Regions from separate parts of the Zea mays genome. Here region 1 is linked to region 2. Evidence: chromatin contacts called from public Hi-C data. All regions are on one chromosome and are shown on one strand. The core of a region is the stretch at or near the end of the contact, and the rest is flanking DNA. Distances in the headings are between cores, read along the strand shown.

What was found. A called contact is a pair of places that touch in the nucleus more often than the background predicts.
Region 1: a Hi-C map of ear shows a contact between it and region 2, with 2.3 times the contacts expected there. The contact joins the promoter of LOC100281039 here to the promoter of LOC100304161 in region 2. A contact is called at or near these places in 2 of 25 Hi-C or Micro-C datasets (ear and tassel).

What each region holds. Positions count from the first base shown.
Region 1 is chr5:197,042,119-197,045,485 of Zm-B73-REFERENCE-NAM-5.0, reverse strand. It overlaps LOC100281039 (rho guanine nucleotide exchange factor), which reads right to left and starts at 1,672. Exons shown (of 5, transcript NM_001366160.1): 1 at 1,317-1,672; 2 at 118-195; 3 at 1-39. The coding sequence starts at 1,622.
Region 2 is chr5:196,774,917-196,778,236 of Zm-B73-REFERENCE-NAM-5.0, reverse strand. LOC100304161 (transcription factor TFIIIB component B'' homolog) reads right to left here and starts at 1,956. Exons shown (of 11, transcript NM_001350089.1): 1 at 1-1,956. LOC100191760 (vesicle-associated protein 1-3) reads right to left here. Exons shown (of 6, transcript NM_001385239.2): 1 at 3,069-3,320; 2 at 2,899-2,969; 3 at 2,708-2,789; 4 at 2,509-2,624; 5 at 1. The coding sequence starts at 3,117.

The sequences.
Region 1 (3,367 bases), core at 423-2,922, 270 kb before region 2:
GAAGTTCTTGATGTTTTCAGCGTTAAGCCGTGCCATATACTGCAGGAATATACATTACATCAATATAAACACGAGATATATAAATTTAAAATGGTAGATTGATATATTAAAGCTTACCTGAACAACAACGACATAGTATTTTGAATTCTTTGGATTACTGCAATCAACAACATCTGCAGCAGCTTGGGTGTTCACCTAATAAAAGATGGACATAATTCATCATAACTAATGTTAAAGAAAGATTATTATCAGATTTGGAGGCAGGATCTTCTTAGTGAAATGACAGGCGGTTCTAGTGTATTGTTCGTGAAAAAAAAATTGAGGTAGGATCAAAAAACTGTAGCTCTATGCTTCAATGCATGTCCTTCCCAGGATAAAATAGTACTTGTTTAGTGTTCAGACAATCCAATTAAGCTGATAAGCAGTGATGCTCCACCATTGCTCAGATTACAACTCTGATTCTCAATGAACTGTAGAATTTAAATAAGTCCAATGCGATTTAAAAAGTTCCTGTTGCACAGATATTTTAAATGGGTGAAAAATTCTAAAAGAAACTGATGAAGCACACAAGCATGTCAACCTCTCTCCTTAATGTTCAAAGCAGGAAATTTTCAACTCAAACTTTGAGGTGCTCGCATATAGTGGTCTTTATCTCTTATCTATGCCATATAGCAATCAAATGTGATCAACAAATTAGCAAACACAGCTACTTGCACCAAAAATAAAGGGAAATTGATTTAGGTAATATCCTATATAGGATTAAGCGCATTATAGACAGTGTTAATTATTTCGGAGAAAAAACAACTGCTTCTGATAAACTTGGCACTGATTATCTCTGATATAAGATAGAAATGCCATAACAAATTTCGTTGCAACTTGCCGTAGCTCATAACATAGTAGCATATAAAACAGCAAACTCTGCTGTCCATCAGCCTACATGCAATGAAATAATGAGAAACAGCAGTTATGCACTTATTTTGAATCTTCAACAGGATAGCACAGTACTACTCCATAACGCATAACGCATGATCTTTACTTAGCCACCAACAAACCATAGCAATTGCGCCCATGATACTATTTATACAAACAAATTCAACATAACTATTTGCAGTCTTCAGAGAGTACATGATTAATTGTTCAATATTCAATAGCAACAATCATCAGTAAATTATCCTATTCAAACTATCCTATGCGCACAAAAAATCACTATAAAATGCTAAATTAACGTAATTGTAGTCAACCTAACAGTTAGGCAGACGGCATGCTTAGTGCTCGACGAAACAGCCGCGAGGAAATGGAAAGGGGGCGAGCCAAACCATGACGATACTCTTGCAGAGCTGGGCGACTGAGTCGGCTCGGAGCAGGTCGCGCCGCTCCTCGAGGGAGCGGTCGTAGTAGTCGGCGGGAACGCGACGGAAGGCGAAGTCCCGCACGCCGCGCGCGGCCAGGAGGGCTGCGAGATGAACCTCGGTAGCCCCCGCGTCGGCCTCGCCTTTCTCTGAGGGCGCGGTGGAGATGGAGAGCGCCCCGAGGCGGTGCTGCTGCGCGGCGAGCTCGAGGTCAGAAATACGGCCGAGGATGCGGAGCTGACGCGCCTCGAGGTCGGCCGCCGCGGCGCCCATGGATGCCGGACCTGGCGTGTCGTCGGAGGCGCGTCAGTCGCCCCGCTGCGGTAAACTGGAAGCAGGCCGACGCCGACCTACTTTCTAAGACCAACTCCAGCAGACTCCCTCTCCGTATCCCTAAAACGCGCGGTCAACACATTCTCTCTCCTCTCCGTATCCGTCTCCGTTTCCAGCAACACTCCCCATCCCACTCCGCATGCAGTCTATGACACCTGAGGCCCGCGAGCAGCCGCGCGCGCACGCAGAGAGCTGCGGAGAGGAGAGAGAAAGCGTGGAAATGGGGAGTGCACGGACACGGCGTCTATTTTGCGGAGACGGATGCGGAGCCTGCTGGAGAGCGCAATAGTGCCTCAGACCGTGCAAAATGCGGATGCGGAGTGGGATGGGGAGTGTTGCTGGAGTTGGTCTAACGGGATAATGTCAAACCGAAACCCGGGCCCAATTGAATCCATTATGTAAAAAGGGCCTGGATTCTAAAAAAAGAATGAAAAAAGGGCCTGATAAAAAAGACTGATCAGTGTTCATGGACTAAAAATTCACGAGGATTAAATCAACATCAGTATGTTCTTTTTTGGAATCAGGCATCTTAGTGTATACTTGTATGCTAGCTTAATCTATTGATCGTGTTCAAATGTTTTTGCTAGAAAAGAAGTTGATGCAAAGCTTAGTCTAAATTGTTGTTTAGCTAGGCTGAATTGAAATTGAAATACAAAACTAGAACAATTTCCTCTTATGGAACAAAACATTGTATCTTAAAATACTAAAATAAGTATTTCAAAAGAGATAGCATAAACATATGTACCCGATAATTAATCAATACTAGTTTTTTCGCAGCAGACAAGTATTCACTTTTCATCCATTTCCTTAGTCTCGTATCGAATTTGCCATCAATAGCCTTCAACTATTTGTTGGGAAAAGGGTCCTATCTTTATAGACATGATGAAAACTAGTTGGCAACCAGGGCGTGTTTTCATGAGTAGAGATAGCAATGGGAATTCCCCATTGAGAAATGCCCCGCCATCTTAGTCCCCATCTCCACAAATGACATTGGGGGACATTTCTCCCACATCCAATCCCCTCGCGGATCCCCGTACTCGCAACAATGGCAAGGTCATGGATCCTTCTACTAGGCACACGACAACCAAGGTATGGCCCTTTCCTCTCTGTTTCACTAGCGTTATGGACATGCCCTACCTTCTAAGGTAGCCAACGGTGGACTGCAGCTTCTAGCTCCTTGAGTGGCCGATGACGATATGGATAGGCCATTAGGGCATGGACCTTCTACTTTGAGGCATGTGGCAACTAAGGCAAGGCCCCTAGATTCCTAGGCGATAGCCACTAGGTCAACTCCCAAGTAGGCAATAATTTTATGCAGTCCCTTCAACCCTAGCACCTAAGAGAATCTGCAAGAAGTTTGGAGGTTGGAGCTTGAGGGCTTGGTCACTGTCTAGAGGTTCGAGTACTAATGTAGCAGAGTGATGGAGTTAGTCGGTGTAGCGGCTGGACTATGAGCTACGGTCCTACGGTTCAGATTGGGAAGGGAAGAAAGTAACAATTACTAGGTTGGCACATGGATATATACTTCTTAGGTAGGGTCAGTATTGGGCTTGGCTACTTGGGCCTTTGTCATATCTACATTTTGTATATACATGTTAGTTTTCGGTACAGAGATAGGTGGATCATCCCTAAGCCTGTCAGACCCGATGAGGAGGGATTTTTCCCTGTTAGCATCCCCATGGGGT
Region 2 (3,320 bases), core at 707-3,206:
CCTGAAGAGTCACAAAACAATCAGTGGCATGTCAAGGATAACATTCAGGGCAGACATAGACAAATATTTGAAATTCTAACGTCTTAGGCTAATGGTGCCGACAATCATGGTAGAAATAATGTAAGGAATCAAATCTGTCAATTGTCAAATGTCATTCTGATACAATAACTTGTAAAGAGAAAGGTGTTCACATTACAGTTATCCAGGAGCATGTTTCTTCTAATGATAGGTTTTTTCTGTCCTCTTTTTTGTGTGTGTTTTCTGGTTGAGCGAGGAGGGGTGCAGGTATTATGATAAAATTTCATGAAAACTAAACTATTCAGTGTAATCAATAGCATCAAAAAAGAAGAAAGAACTACCGCGATTTTTTTTAACGTGATGGTAGGAGCTCTGCCTCTCAATTAAGAAGAATGGAATTGACCCAGTTTTTTGGAAAATCGGGCCTAAAACCTACACAGAACGCACAGTAGAAAAACCGGCGAACGACCTAACAAACAACTTAGACAATGACAGTCCCCACACACAAACACATCTAGAGTCATCGTTGCCAAACTCAAACACAAGAGACGAGCAGCTCCGACTTCCCAAGACGAGCCGCACACTGCCAAAGCAACTCGACGACGCTTACATTCAGACACCGACGCAAGGAATAAGACCGCGGCGCGCCATCGTTGCCAAGCCTCAACACACCCACACGAGGCAGCTCCGATTCTTCACCACGAGCAAAGATCCACAACGTCGAACTCCGGGAGCGAGCAGACGCCTAAAGCGACAAAGGCCCGGACACCATCGAGCCAAGCGGAGTGACGAAGAGCCTCCACAACACGGACACCATTGAGCCAAGCGGAGCGACGAAGAGCCTCCACAACACGAACGAACACACAAACTGCAGGTCTTCTGGGCCGCACCTTCAAGAAGGAGAAACGACGTCGAAAAGTCGTCGCCGCCCGCCTGGTACAAACCAAGCAAAGTTTCCTCTGAAGACCTAGCAGAGCAGTGTAGATCGCCAGCACCAAGAAGAAAGCTGAAAGGTCAGCCACGCCGATGTCACCCCGCCAAGCCATCGCGTGTTGTCACCTTCTGCCGTCCACCGACGCACCAACCCACCAGCCCCAACCCTCAGAGCCCCAACGCCGGTCGAGCACCAGCGAGAGACCTAAGAAGGCCAAGGCGAGGGTTCCCGCATGGGGCGAGAGGTCCAAAGACGGCACCCTCGATAGGGTAGGGGTGGCGCCCGCGGGCGTCACCGCTGTCCGCCTGCAAGCGAGCATGGCTTTCGTCGCAGGACCTCCCACCACACGCCGCAACGCACGGAGCCAGCCGGCCCTGCCCACACCACAGGCCGAAACGAGAGGCGGAGAGATAAATCTAGCCGGAGAGGCTCAAGATCCGGCCCCCAGCCCCACGACCATGACCCACCACCTGCAGAAGGCACCGCTGGCAGCCGCAGATCCACCAACGCCCCCGATCCAAGCACCACGCTACAAGCACAAGCGAGCCACGCCGCCGCCGCAGCGGGCCGGCCGCGTGCGTGGGCGCCAACGTCGCCGGCCAGCCACGGCCATGGCCACGCGAGCGCGGGCACTACCGCCACGGGCTAGCCGCACGAGCCACCATGGTTGCGGCCACAAGGCCACCTGCCCATGCCAGCAGGGAGGAGCGGCGGACGGCGACCAGCCCCTAGATCCGGCCAGTCAGCCCGCCGATCCGGCCTTCCCAGCGGCGGATCAGGTCGCCGGCCACCTCCAGGAAGAGGGAGGAGTGGAGTGGGTGGAAGAAGGGAGGGAAATGAGTGAGAGAGCAGTCCCGCCGCCGCCCTCCTCGCTGCTCGTCGAACTTCCGGCGAGCTGCTCCGGCGACGGCGGGGGTGAAGACCGGCGGCGGTGGGTGCGGTCGATGGGGAGCCGCCCGTGTCGCCCAGAGGAGGATGACGTCAGAGCAGGAAAGAAATTAGGCTACTACTGCGAATTTTTAGAGCACAGTATTTCCATGAACACCGAAGTTAAATCCGTCCTTTTAAGATAATATGCTATGCAGCAGGTGATCAGCACAAGATCCATATTTATGAATCTGAGGGAACACAAAGACAAATGATATTTAGGTGGAACTAGGGACACCTCATCATCTGATGTTTGTGATCTACATGTATTCCCTTGTCCTGTTGCCTGAAAAACAATTGAAGGCACCAATCATATTACACTAGGAACGAACATGGCATCATTTGCTCACATGCAGTAAGATTATTTAGTACGTACAGAGTTGGACGTGGATACTTCATGGTCCACATCTGAATCAAGAGATCCATCCTCTTCCTCTGTTTCCTCAGGCACTGGTGAGGGAGGATTGGCAGGGACATAGACCACCCTCAGCTTGAACTCCTCAACTAACTTACCTGGTGCTTTACTGAACTACAAGCCACAAACGTTAACGTTACACAATACTACTGTAAAAGTAAGCAATGCACAGTGCCATTTAGACTCCAGAAACCCGAGTTCTACCAGAATTTACCATGTCAGGGACAATGTCCTTCTGCGTCGTCCCCTCCTCCACAGCAATGCTCTGAACAAGAAACTTGTCCTTGCAGTGGTAGTCCGGGGGCATCTCCTTGGGCGCTTGCATCGTTACTACACCAATCTCATCAGAATATATAGCAATGAGAACGATTGATCAGACCATACGACAAAGAAACACGAAGCAGACGACGCACTTGTGATGCCACAGGATCCCCTGGGCGGCACGACACCGGAGGCAGAGCGCACCGAGTACTTCCTAGGGTTCGTCGTCTTGACCTGCAGATTCGGAGAGATACACGGGGAGACAAAAACCAGTCACTTTAGCCTGACTCCGATGCGCAAGGTTGCACCTTTCACTAGAACGAGATTCGTTCAAATTTGCCACCTTGAAAGCCACCCACCGGTCGGTCTTGTTGACGAGCTCAAGACACGCTGAGTTCTGCTTCCTGAGCTCGACTGCTCACGGCATCAAACACACAGACGGCAGCGAGGACCCGATCAGTCCGATATGCTGAAGAACGGTAGCTAGGATATCCATATAATATAAGCACTTACATGGCATCTTCAGGTCGGAAGGGTAGACTCGAAGCAGCGTGTTGCTCATGGCGGCGATCAAGGAACAAGGATCAGGAGGGGGGGAATTGAGCGCCCCGCTTTCTCCTATCCAAGAACCCGAAAACTGATGGAATATCCAAGGCGGGGCCACGGCGACGGTTGCTGCTCCCGGAAGCAAAAAAAAAAAAAAAAAGAAAAGAAAAAAAAAGAAAAAGAGTATCGGGGCACGAGAGAGACAAAGTGTGACGGCTT